Regions from separate parts of the Mus musculus genome. Here region 1 is linked to region 2. Evidence: chromatin contacts called from public HiCAR-type data. All regions are on one chromosome and are shown on one strand. The core of a region is the stretch at or near the end of the contact, and the rest is flanking DNA. Distances in the headings are between cores, read along the strand shown.

The links. HiCAR-type assays count read pairs that join an accessible place to other places.
Region 1: a contact with region 2 is called in a HiCAR-type map of fibro-adipogenic progenitors, with 4 times the contacts expected there. The contact joins two enhancer-like sites. A contact is called at or near these places in 1 of 115 datasets of contacts at active chromatin or transcription factors (fibro-adipogenic progenitors) and 1 of 9 other capture datasets (pancreatic islet).

Annotation. Positions count from the first base shown.
Region 1 is chr11:45,262,337-45,269,122 of GRCm38.p6, reverse strand. No RefSeq gene overlaps it. Among named protein-coding and RNA genes, the nearest start is that of Gm12159, 150 kb to the right of the region's middle. Within about 2 kb of position 3,707, at least 33 of the 459 cell types and tissues checked have an H3K27ac peak or open chromatin away from gene starts, as enhancers often do. A contact at or near this core is called in fibro-adipogenic progenitors, where this site is marked.
Region 2 is chr11:44,556,218-44,563,148 of GRCm38.p6, reverse strand. It overlaps Rnf145 (ring finger protein 145), which reads right to left. Exons shown (of 11, transcript NM_028862.4): 8 at 5,711-5,893; 9 at 3,030-3,177; 10 at 1,328-1,684. Among named protein-coding and RNA genes, the nearest start is that of 4930597A21Rik, 27 kb to the left of the region's middle. Within about 2 kb of position 2,603, at least 15 of the 459 cell types and tissues checked have an H3K27ac peak or open chromatin away from gene starts, as enhancers often do. A contact at or near this core is called in fibro-adipogenic progenitors, where this site is marked.

The sequences.
Region 1 (6,786 bases), core at 2,458-4,957, 700 kb before region 2:
CTGTGTTTGTACTTCCAGGAAATTTATTTTTAACATATAATATGTGAAATTATAGGCTTGGTGGCAATTTATGTACATGTATGTTCTCTGAAGAGCTAAAGACCACAGCCCAAGAGGAGCCATTAGGGAACAGGAGACTAGTCCTCTCTTAAACTAATTCCAGTGAGGCTTCCTCAACAGAGGCGATTTGGTCTGGGAATCTGTTGGTTCCACATGAGCTGTCTCTTCCCCTTGCAACCTTAATTTTGCACATGTTTGAATACTAACCAAATACTGGCTTCATAAATGTTATATCTCTCGTTTGATGTAGTGTCCTCAGGAGATGCTTGAGGGACTTTTGTTATAAACATACCCAATTTACAGATGAGGACACTGAGGCTCAGCGATCTTACCACATTGAAGAGTCCACATTTGAGACCAGAGAGAATGCCTCAGAAACCTGAATATTCTTTTCTTTTTTCACTTATCATGTGTGAGCATGTGTATATGTGTGCACACAGGTGTATGTATACATGGATGTGTGTGTATGTTTGTATGTGTGCTGTCTGTATCTATGGATACTCACGGTTTTGCATGTGTGTGGGTACACATGTGTGTTAGTGTGCATGCATATGCATGCGGAGGTCAGATGTTGAGAATCATTTCTAGATCATTCTTCTGCCATATGAATTGATAAAGGGTCTCTCAATCAAACCGGGAGTCACTGACACACGTAGTCTCACTAGCATATTCCACAGATTGTTTGAGACTTGAATTGCAAGTGAGCCACCATACTTACGTAACAATTGACTTGGATTCTGGGGACATGAACACTGGTTCTCTAATTCACTTACCAAGCACTTTAACCACTAACCTACTTCCCCAGCACCAGAAGCCTGTGTTATGCATAATTCTTCCAGCATCGCCAGAGATATGGTTCTCATGATGCTTGGAGATTTGGAGGGTTGATTGTTAGGAGAGGGAGCCCTGAGAAAGCATGTTACATTCCGTGGGAGAGAAGCGTTCCTTTTGAAGAGAAACCAGTTCATGCTAAGGACACACGATTGAGTGGAAGTGGAAATGGCCCTTGGAAGTGAGAGAGTGAGAGATTTCGATTTAACCACAGGAAAGGCCTTCTTGGGGTGGGGCGAATCCAAGACAGAACTAGAAAGCTCTGTAAGCAGCTCACTAGGCGGCGCCTTCTCTTGTTTCTCTAGATCTGTAAGCAGAAGTCAAACAACAATAGACAAAGCCGATCTAGCCAGCAGTGTCTAGCTAGGTAATCAGGCTTGACAGATACCAGGGTTTCGTCTGTCCCAGCCTTTCAAGTGCTGGGATTGGAGGTGTCCACCACCTACCTAGCTCCAAGGAAGAACTTATAAAAGTCAGACAGAACCAGAGGTGATCCTCTACAAAAGAATATCTGAATGTGTAAATTCTGCTTTTGTGGCTCTTGTTACTTTTAAAATACCACCCACTTTAGAATTGAGGAAGTTATGTGTACCACTGCCCATTGCTTTAAAGACATGGCCTATAATACTTAATGGTGGTCAGGATACAAGGCAGTTTAGCTGACTCTTGAGGAAGAAGAAGAAAACTTGAAATCGGAGGAGGAGAAAGTGGGCAAAGAACTGTAAGTGAAGGTGTTACCCAATGAAAATGAAAGGTGGAACCCTACAGGTGAGCTGGTTCTCACTGGCACCTTAAAATACCTTCCTGGTGTTAATGGCTACTGAAGTACACGAGGGTTTTAGTGCCCTCGTGAGAATGCCTTGTGAGTCACTGAAGGAACAAGAGGCCTCTAAATTTACTCCAGATAAATTCCCCTGGAAAAGAAATCGTGAGAAACCTAAGCTCATCAGATTCTTGCCTTCAGAAGCCATTTTCAGAATAACCATCGATGAGAGAACTTCCAGAAGGGGCTAGAGGAGAAAGCATTTGCACTCAGCATCTTGCTTTAAGGTGATAAATAAGTGGATCTTTATTATTTGTTTTTATTCTTCTCCATTTGTATGACGTGCATATACATGAGTGTGTGTCTTTGTATATGTAGATGTGGATGTGTAAGTGCCACAATGAGTGTGGCGATCAGAGGACAACCTTGGGTGTCTGTCCTCTTTCTTCGCCTTGTTTGAGACAGGGTCTCCTGTTCACCACTGTACATCAGGCTAGTTGGCCCATGGACTTCTAGGATCCTTGGCCCCATTTTCCCATAGGAATGGTATGATTACAGGCGCATGCTGCCCTATGGCATCTAGCTCTGTATGGGTTGTGGAGATAGGAGCCCAGGTCTTCATGATTTCGTGACCAGCTCTGCTTCTTCTGCCCCATTTCTCTAGCCTCAACTCATTGCTTCAGAAACAGTCTCTTCCTTCATAGTATGCTTAAATCTTGTGTTAATTTATGGGACACTTAGAAAAGGTTTTACATGTTGTGCCAAGAAGTCGGTTATGACTAAAGGTAGCGCCATCTCATATAAGAGTCCTGGACCTGAAGTGTCCACAGGAATGAGGTACCTAGGAGAGGGTGACCTCTGGCCCCTGGCACGAGGAGGGAGACCTGGGATGGCTTATGCGGAGGTAATGCTCACAATTCCAGCAGGCATTGCTCCGGCAGACAAGAGAAAACAGTAAAACTCTCAGAGGAAGTGCGTGGTGGGCTGAATACCACAGAGGCCAACAGTGTACTTTCCACCTCTTCAAAGATCGATGGTTCTTCTCGGCTATAACTCTAAGGAACACTGGGCGATGCTGGTGGGTGGAAGAAACTCATGGCATCAGATGAGACATTCTTTGTAACAACAGTGTTATTCTTATTTTTTTAAAGTCTTCTTTAATCTTTCTGATTATGTGAAAAACAGTGTCTTAGATTCATGCTGGCCTGTACAATACAAACTTTAAATATCTTTTTTTAAAGTCAGGAACCATCCCAGTTAATGTTCCGGCCTCTCAGTCAGTTGCTCTCCAAAGTGAGGAAGATGGTGGGGGCTTCTTCCTAGAGCAGTGGCAATCAGCACTGCATAGAAGACCTGGCACTGGCTCAGATCTCAGCGAGTCTCACTAGTTTGGTTTTCGCATCTATCGTCTTCCCAGGCAGCCAACATTTCTCTGGCTCCTGTTCAGTAAGAAGGTTTTGTTTCAGTTGCATTTATTTTATGATCACCGTTCAGCTTCTACGTATTGTTTCTACATACTCTTTCTTTTGGCAGCTAGACTTATGAAAGGGAAGGGTAATAAAAGCGGAACATAGGGAAGGTGAATGTGATTGAACACAGTCAGGGGAAACGCACACCCATTTGATCTCTCGGGGTCTCTGCAGTTCTAAGTGTCAGTGATTGCAGGGATGAGGGAGAGAGAGAGAGAGAGAGAGGCCACAGAAGATAGCAGATTTACTCAAGGTCACGAGGCTCATTAGTGGCAGAGCTCGGAGGGGATCCAGCACCTCCAGATGCGCAGGCTCACGTTCTCTCCAGAACTTGTTCATAGTCCAGAGCCCCAGGACTCTTGTCAGCTAGGAGAGCCTTCTCTCGCCCCAGCCCTGGGCTCAGAATGCGAGGCTGCAGAGAACTTTGCCCACAGTCAACTATGATCCCTGTCCCCAAACCAACCATTGCTTGCTGTTTCATACAGCCCCGCTTCATTCTCCAGTGCTCCGATGCCATGTTCGGTGCTGGGAATTTGGGTGGGCCCAGAGTGCCTTTAGTATTACTGCTATAATTCAAAACATCCAAATTATTATTTTCTCCATGAGACGAAGCCAGGGGAACACTGTTAAGTGGAGAGAAAAGTGTTTGTTACGCTGGGCGTTCCAACAAAATGTCCTCCTTTGCCATTAAATCATAGCACTTCTAAATGAAAAGATATTTTGCAAACTTTGGCAATGACTGAAATTTGGACATGATACAGACACCCTCCCCCCCCCCTTTCCATTTTGTGCTTTTTCTCCATGTGGTCTCAAGAAATACTATTTGCTGGCTTAACTTTCCTTGTTTCTCTTTCCTCACGACCCAAGTTGTCCATTCTCCCCAAAGACCTCAGCTTGGTTTTCTGCCCACAAGTTATCATTTTAATAAATAGTGAGGCTGATAAGTAGAGGCCAGAGAGAATAGCCTTGTACCCAAATGCATTGTTTCTCAGAACCTCTCTTTCTTTAGAATTAATCATAAACACATTTATGGAAAGGAATGTGCATATTACCATGAAGCCCCTAAAGAGAATATTAATGAGGGTGTATTGACAAGACAATTAAATCTGTGTGGGCTGAAGGTGATCAATATTATCAATGAAAAATAATAATCTCCCAAACCATAAAATCCTCTGCTGAACTCTTGTGTTCAGTTGTATGCCCTTAGTGTGAAAACTCTTCTTGTGTACGTATGTGTATGTATGTGTGTGTGTATGTATGTATGTGTACATGTAAGTGTAGCATACATGTGTTAATGCATGAGTGTATGAGTATGTGTGGATATGGAGGCCAGAGAAGGAAGCTTGCTATCCTATCGCTTTTTACCTTATTTCTTTGAGACATGTCTCCCACTGAACCTGAAGCTTGCTGTTTCAAAAAGTCATGTGCCCAGTGATCTCCCAGGATCCTCTTGTTTCCTTCTCCCCAAAGAATAGCATTACAGATATGCCCAGCCATGGTTGGCTTTTGCATGGGTCACAGGGGACTGGAAGTCAGGCCCTCATGTTTGTGCATCAAATGATTTTACTGACTGAGCCATCTCCTCAGGCCCTGCTTTGTGAACAATTTCATCAAGCACTTCTCCATTTCTAATTAGCCTCCGATGTCACAAAGAATCTCTTGGTGGAATTGATGCTTCTCAGGCCCCGGCTTCTCTCTTCTCCTCTCCTCCCTGGACAAAGCATGAACAATTCCAGAGTGTGGCTGCCACACCCTCAGCTCCACTGTTGGAGCTCAAAAGCTAGGATTAGCAGCTGGGGAAATCCATTGACAGGCCTGGGATGTGTCTGGGCCCACAGCTGGGCTGCTCTTGTACAAGACCCGAGGGACATGGAACAGTAGATTGCAAATCAAAAACTCCCTCAGCAGCCTGGCTCACATTATGAACAATTCTCTCTGGTGGATCAAGAGGCAGGAGGCAGGAGGCAGGAGTTGAGTTGCTCTCCAGCCAGATCATGCATGCCTCATCTCTCAGTGGCCTTGGACATGCCTCTCTGAAAGCTAGGCTCTTAGGTCCCTCCTTTCTTCTGGTTGTTTTTTGTTGTTTGTTTTGTTTGTTAGAAGGCTTTTTGGGTTTTGAGGGGAGGTTTATTTTATTTTATTTTTTAAATTTTTGCAAGCTCCCCTTCCTTAAACAATGACCTAGACCTCTAACTCACCTTTGGGATATTGAACTCAGAACTCAGGGTCTGGCAACAGAAATCAAGAGGCATCATTCTGTGTTCCATGGCTTAGAAACAGGTGGTCCTCCTCAATCAAGCATCTTGGGCTTCCTTCCTTCATTTATGGAATGCTTATAAGCGCCTTTGTAGGAACTCTCTGTGTGCAAGATATACAAGTAACCCAGCCCTCATGTGGCTTCCATTCTCGGGGTGTGGAATAGTTTCATGTTTTTCAAGGCCCAGTAAAGCTATAAACTCACATTCCTTTACAAAACAACAACAACAGTGTGTTGGGCATATAGTTCACTGGTAGAACCCTAGCCTTACATTTGTGAGGTACTGGGTTCAATCCCCATCACTGCCTGCACCTCTCCTCAGTCATCGCACAAAACTTTGCACAAACATTTTGTGCAGATGAGATAGCTTAGTGGGTCAGACAGCATGTGTTCAGTTCCTAGGATCTACTTGAAGGTAGAAGGCAAGAGCTAAATTCACGAATGTATCTTTATTTTCATATGCATGCATGATGCACAGGTGAGCATGCAAGCAAAACATGCACACATTAGTGACAATAAAACAGTTTTAGTCAAAACAATTTTAACACAGTGACAGCAGAGTACTCTATGATGCATGGCTGCCTTCTCTACGTAGGGTCCAGAGTGGACTGTTTAGACTACTCCACCCACAAGTCTCGACCAGGTTTGGGAAATGGAGAGTCAATGTGTGTTCATTGGAAGGAAGGAAAAATGGGGTAGTGGCATGAAATAAGTAAGCTTCCTGCAAGTCTGGCAAGAGATTTTTCTTTTATGATTCAAGGGTCAAGAGAGAATTTTTCTAGGACGTAAGTAACCACTGTGCATCATACATTGTTGAGTGATCAGGTATTGGCTTTTTGAGTTTGGAGTAGTAAGATAGTGGTTTATACAGTGGAGTCAGCATATGTGCAGATTCTAAAGGAATCCTAGACCTGGAAAAAAAAATAAAGATACCTTTCCAAATTAACATGAATAGAATTACATCCTGTGATTGCATCCCACAACTTCCTGAAAAGCCTCTGACTACCTAAGCAAATAAAACTAAGCATGCTTCAGGAAAGCAGAAATTGGGACAAGTTACAGACACCAATTATCCTGCAAGGATCGGTTCATCTGGATGGAGAGACAGACCCATGCAAAAATGGATGGAGTTGTTGATTTCTTCTCGTGATTCACATGGACTGTACATATGGCTTAGAATGCACGGACTGCAGATAGCTGAGCTGTTCCAAGGTTCCTGAATTTCATCCCATCTGCCTGCTTGGCCGGCCTCTTCTTTCACCCCTGTTCAAATGCTTCCTTTGCATCCAAAAGTAATGAAAAGGGAGAGGAGGCTCTGACAGCGAATTCTGTTAACTTCATTGCTGGAAAAAATTACCAAGAACATGATTCCCAGTTCCAAACCCAGTGACGGGGAGGGAAAGTTG
Region 2 (6,931 bases), core at 1,354-3,853:
ACACCAGGGAGTGGAGGCGGGGGGGGGGGGGGGGGGGGCGGGGGAGGCAACTCTGAAGCAGGGAGCCGTCCACACAAAAGCAGCCAGCCAGGAAGCTAAGCAACTCCACTCTCGTGGTCCATGTGTGAGCGGCAGGCAGTTCCAGCACTTCAAAAAAAGTGATGTGACACCGACAAAGAGGACTCTCGGACCCCACCCAGGAGAGCAGACATGGCAGGAGGGTGGCACAAGCTGACTGTGCCAAACTTGGTTTTCCCGGGGTGGCCCTGAGGACTGTGAGGCTACAAAAGACAGAGTCCAGTTCAGGAGCACAGAGAAGGATGGACAGGGACAGGGACAGGCCCGGGGCCATACTCCTTCTCAGTGCACTCAAGGGTTACTAACATACAAAAAGTGTTCTCAGAACTCGTTTAAAGAGTGGAAGCTTTATGTTGCTATGAGAAATCATGGTAGTTTTATAAACACACACAAACACCCACCCACAGCATCTGCACTCCCATGCAGCCCTAAAAGCATTTCTGCATATACACTGCCACTATCTATGGCTGGCTGCCACCAGCCTACACTCCCAGTGAGTTTACTCGGGGCCTGGTTGCAGCTGTTGCCAGGTAACTTTGTCTACACCTCCAGGAGTGCAGCTTAGTGCTAAATGCTGCAACTCAGTCCCCCTGACAGTCCCCAGGTGACTGGGGACCAAACTCACTATGTTCCCAAGATGACATATCTTTCACTTGTACTACAGGGTAACCATCATCTCGGTCTGGGGCCAGAGCTGTATGGATGGCAGGCAGTCTGTCTACCCTCAATAGGACCCTTCCGCCTGCTTCTACCACCACTTTCCGAACCCCACAGGACTGAAAGTCTCTGATAGAGAGCAGCATTCTGTCACCCACCATGAAGTCTGGATGCTTCTTCCCCACCCAGAAGATATTAAGAAGAGTCAAAATCTTGGCACAGCACTTTTCTGAAGTTGCTGACTCCTGGTTGCTAGGATATATTTAATCACACATACACATGAACACTGTGTCTGTGTGTGTAGTCAGTAATAATATAAAATACACCTAACCTGTTTTTCCTTTATTTATGGGTGAGCAATAATGTTGGAAACAATAATAATTAGAACTTGAAAGACTATATTAAAACTGAACTTAGAACTAAAATGGATATGTTTATATCAGGGCTTTATTACTCTAATCTATGAGCCCCATTATCCCTTTCCAATCCAGAGATTAATTGTGCCCGGAAATTTACACTGTGACTGGTGCATGCTGCGGCCCCGAGGTCTACCCCGCCTGACCTATCAGCAGACTCCCCCTGAGCAGGTCACCTGGTAACAGATGGCGCAGATGTCGTTGTGTTTCTCCAGCTGCTCCTGCGTCGCGACAGGGAGAGACTTAATCTTATTCACAGCGTCCCTGCGCAGAAGGAAACTCTTCCAGCCCAGCTGGGCACGAAGCCACACGTTGTAGTAGGAATGGATGAAGATGATCATGGAGCCCATCACAGTCCACTCTCCAAAGATGGTCTCTGAGACGCCGTAGGCCACCACACAGAGGGCCACAACAAACTCCAGCAGACGATAAGTGCCATTCACGTAGTAGATGACGTCATCCATGTTTTCCACGGGCTCTTTGCGGAATTCCTCAACCATAAATAAGACGTAAATAAAAAGTGTTCCCAGAACCTGGGGAGGGAAGAGTATGTATATTAAGATAAATGTGATCATAAGAAAAGCATTCTCCCTGAGTTTAAAATAATAACACATGAACTCTTGGTACCCACTGAAGGCTGTGTGTGGGTGACAGTGACCAGTTACTGAGAGAGCAGACGCTGCACCTTCAGAAGCAGTGTTCAGTCTCCTCAGGCCCACCCGACCTTCCTCATTCCTCATCCGTCCAGTCCTTGTCTCTCAAAACACTTCACCTCTACAAGGAACAGGGCTGAAAGCATCGTTTCCAGAACCACATTTCCTGTCACCTCTTACTGGCCAGGCAGCAGAGACCTCTGCAAAAAAGCTTGCTGCATCCTGGTGATGTTGTTCATACATATGAAACACATGTCTGTCTGTGTGGCACATACATTAGCTATGTATGTTTATGGCACACATCATGCATGTGCATATGTGAGTTGTATAGATTTATATTACAAGGGTATTTTGAGTAGACATTTACTTTGAAAAGCCCATTCTAAACAAGCTCTAAGATATTTCAGTGTTATGGTTTTTTGGCAATTTAAAAAAGAACGTTACCATTTTGAAAAAACAAACAAACAAACATGTGCAAGTCTTAATTACATTTTCTGTTGTTGCTGCTTTGCTTTGTTTTGCCTGTCTTTGTGCACTTTTTGCCATGATGGCTTTAAAAATAAAGGAGGAGGCCTCTAGGCTCTCCCTCCCACAGCCAAGAAAGTAGGCAGTGATGGAAGGCAACCCCAACAGCCTGGAAAAGAAAGCTTGCCCAGGAGGCACAAGCTTGGGTGCTCTGCCACCACTAAGCTCCCTGAGCCAGAGCGGAGTCAGCCATGAAGACTAAAGAAGGCACAGTGCACTGTGTTCCCCGCCAACCCGTGGATGTCAGGGCCAACAAACCCCAGAGCAAACCGCCCGAGAAAACCTCCTCCGCCCTGCTCAGTCTGGACAGGGAGAAGGCACGTGTGTAGCGGGCTCATGATTGTGATGATGTGGATTTTGCCAACAAAACTGGGATCACCTAAACTCAGTCCAGATGGCTAATTCTAAATACTTTTTTCACCATAATAAAAGTAAAGCCAAAGGCTTTTTGTCATCACCACAAATGGAACACCACCCGGGTTAAGTAACGTTTACTAAAACTAGTATCTTCATGACATGCAAGTCTCATACTTGCAATCATGAAGACAGTTTTGACCACATGACAGTTTCGCATTTTCATATCACACTTCATCAGTATGCAGGATGCTCTAATAAAGAACGCAGAGTGGCAGGAGCCCGAAGCCACTCACTCATCTCAGAACACAGGCCACCAGGGGCACAGCGTCACTGTGAGGCTCACCTGGAGAGAGGTAAGGATGCTGCTGGAGATGATGATGAGAAGCCAGAAGTCCATGTGGAAGAACTGGCAAATCATGTAGGCCATATACGCAGGGAACACGAGGAGGAACAAGCAGAGGCTCACAGCACGGAAGTGTTTCCACAAACTCCTGGACAAGGCACAAGAGTCTTACAGTCAAGCCGTTCACAAACTGATTCCTCACCACGGCGGTGAGGGCACAACAGCGGTTCCTTAGTTCTGGAGTCACTTGTGGTGGGTTAGGTTTTCTCATGGCTTTTCCGTTCACTATAGCTACCAGTGTCCTTCTATAAACCACTAAGGGTGGAGCATACAGGGTCGGGGCACCCAGTGGTCTACTTTTGTTTTCCTCCCACAGCCAAGAGGGAACCCTGCTTTAGCGAATGCTGCTCCAACCACAAGTAATGCTAGCAGAGACACCAACTCCAGCAATAGCCCAGACCCTCAGGCAAGGCTCTGAGTCAGCTTCTGGTGGCGAAGGACCAAAAGTGAGCCTGACACAGCACCCTGAAGGGATGCAGAACCATACCAGTTCTTATGGAGCAATCGGGATCTTTCTCATCAGCTTTTATAAACGTTCTATAGTGTTCTAGCACACCCATCAATATGCAAAATTACTTAATGTACTCTTTAAAAGACACTTTCAGAATCAGCAGATATGAAGTATAGCCAAGTGCAGGTAGCAGTGTGCACGGGCTCTCCACCTGACAGGCTTTATGGAGAAACCGCCAACTTGAAATCTAGCCCCAGTAACTGGGATTCACTACACTCACTGAGACTGACACACGGCCAGGAGCTGGAGGCACAGGAAACTGACTTTTTCAGCCACGGTACCTTCTCAGAGGACGTTACGAAAGGTTTGCCCAAGCGGACTATGGGGCACTCAAGCAAAGCTGAACAGCTGTAATTATAAGCTAATTTAAGAATTATCTCACAAATCTGCTCTCACAATTCTACCTCCCAAGAGACTACTTCCTCCATGCAACAAATTCAGAACCAAATTCTAGAACCAACCATCAAAATATGAGGGAAAGCTGGGGGGAAAATGGTGACAGTGAATTGTAACCAGTTTTATCTGGGATCTCTTGTATGAACTACGAACCAAAATAGTACAGTCAGTTTTGTGTGTTTGTTTTAGGTGCCAGATACTGATCTAAAGTCTCCAAACAGTCTAAGCAAATCTTCTACCACTAAGCCAGATATGCCCGGTATGCCAAGCAGTATCTTGGAAGCAATAATAGTTTGGGTTTTAGGTCTTTTAAAATGTCTAGGGTTGCAGCCACCACACCATCAGCTCACTTGTTAGTGTCTATAGCCTCAGTGCAGCCTACGGACAGCCAAGAAGATCCTTGGGGCTGAACAGCCAGGCAGTGTAGCCAATCAGTGAGCTCCAGGCTTAGTAAGAGACCTTGACCCAATATCAACCTCTGACACATACACTGACACAGAGACACACACACACACACACACACACACACACACACACACACACACAGACAGGCAGGCAAGCAGGCATGCGCTCACTCATGAAGACTCTCTGATCTGACATCAATCTCTGGCTTCCAGAAATATGACTGCATACCTGTACATGGCCCACAGAAAAATAAAACAATACTTTTTAAATAATAAAAGTAAATATAATTTAAGCTTTCTCTGAATACTAGATGTACACAGATCCAGCTCCCAATTTTATTTGGTCCCACATGGCATCAAGAATTTCCATTAAGGGCTGGAGAGATGGCTCAGAGGTTAAGAACACTGACTGCTCTTCCAAAGGTTATGAGTTCAATTCCCAGCAACCACATGGTGGCTCACAACCATCTGTAATGGGATCTGATACCCTCTTCTGTTGTGTCTGAAGACAGCTACAGTGCACTCATATAAATAAAATAAATAAATCGTTAAAAATGGGGGTGGGGCTCTTAAAAAAAAAAGAATCTACGTTAGACTATCCTCCCCTATGCTGCAACTTCCTGAGACCATCACAGGAGGTGCAACTCTGTAAGTCCCTGTGCTTATGAATCCGATCCTTCTTCTCCACGTGCGCTTTCCCCTAATGCTTTGCTCCCTTTAACTGGCATTACATAGGATACAGTCACACAGGATGCCGTACATTTACTAAGTGCTCTTATACCTAGACAACTGGCATATAAAATGCATTACATTTTTCTGAAAAGAGTTTCTTTCTTCAAAGCTTCTGAAGTGTCTTTTAACTATGGAAGTCCTAAAAAGAAAACCAAAACTGATTAGGAAAGCCAAAGACCGGCTGAGGAGATGGCTCAGTGGATCAGACATTGGCTGTGTAAGTTGGAGGACCAGAATACAGAGTCCCAAAGTCCATGTCAAAGCCAGCAGGGTGCCTGCCTATGTTCCTGGCGTTCAGGAGATGGAGACAAGACTGCCCAAGGCAAGACTAGGTTAACTCAACCATCAAGCTCTTGTTCACTGAGACCGTGAATCGGTCAATTAGGTGGGCAGAGATGGAGGAAGACACCCAGCATCCACCTCTGGCTTCAACACGCACATGGACATGCAAAGACAAACGGAACACACAGACACCACACAAAGACACTGAACAGCAAGCTTCCATCCATCCTTCAGGCTATAGGCAGTCCGTGGGAAGAGAGTCCATTAACTAAATCAAAGATTAGGGAATTCCTTACTTGTCTCTCGATGCTCCCAGTGCCAAAACAATGGGATCTGCGATCTCCAACATGGACTGCAGGATAGAGGCAACGACGATGAAGAGGATGATGCTGAGCAGGAATGCACGGTGAACCACCTGAAGTTCTATGAGCCCCGTCTGCACCGCCAGGATCAGCAGAGTGACTCCTTCTGTCATCCCCCTAACGGGCGGACAAGTGCAGGACTAAATTCATATTCCAACCATCCCCAAACTCCAAGACGGCACTCCAAGGGCCCTGAATGCTGATGGGATAGCTTTAAATCTATTCGGACATTTCAAGCTAAAGTCCTATGCAAAGTAGCTTCATGGCTCACTGCTTCAGTGTGGCGGCACACCGATTTACAGGCACCTTTACGTGTTCAAAAGCATGCTGTTGGTTTAGGATAGAATGAACGAAAGAAGAGTTATAAAACAAATAATTCCCAAGCAGACCACCACTGAGGCAGATCCTCCTGCTCCTCACAGACAGCCAATGTAAAGATTTACAGCATCAGTTATATACTGATCTCTCTGTCGCGCACACACACACTAAATATGAAAGCACTTATTTAAAAAATGTTTTGTTTTCACCATCATGGAGAAGAAAATATCCTTTAAAAAAAAATAAGCTGGGGCTGGTAAGATGGCTCAGTGGGTAAGAGCACCCGACTGCTCTTCCGAAGGTCCGAAGTTCAAATCCCAGCAACCACATGGTGGCTCACAACCACCCGTAATGAGATCTGATGCCCTCTTCTGGTGCGTGTGAAGACAGCTACCGGGTACTTACTTAATTATAATAAATAAATAAATAAATAAATAAATAAATCTAAAAAAAAAGCTGTAGACAGCACAAAGACAAATCTCTTTGCAATTCAGTTTTCATATGGAATAATATATGCCAAGTCACAAGACTTTATAATATCCGATTGGTTTGGTTAGAAAAACTCACATAATGGAGAAATGATGGGCACAGTTTTAGAAAATCCTTCAAGATGTGACAGCACCGCACACAACAGCGTGGAAAAGGGAACACGCTGGCCTGAGAACATACATACACCAGCAAATCTGTCTGGAGAACTCGGGCTAATAAGTCACTGAATACTGAGGTACAAAGCACAAACCTGGCTACTCAACAATCCTACAGGTGGTCTACACAGAAATTAAAACATGATGAAAGAAAACAGCGAATCCCGGGATAGCTCTGTAACATCGCAGAAGC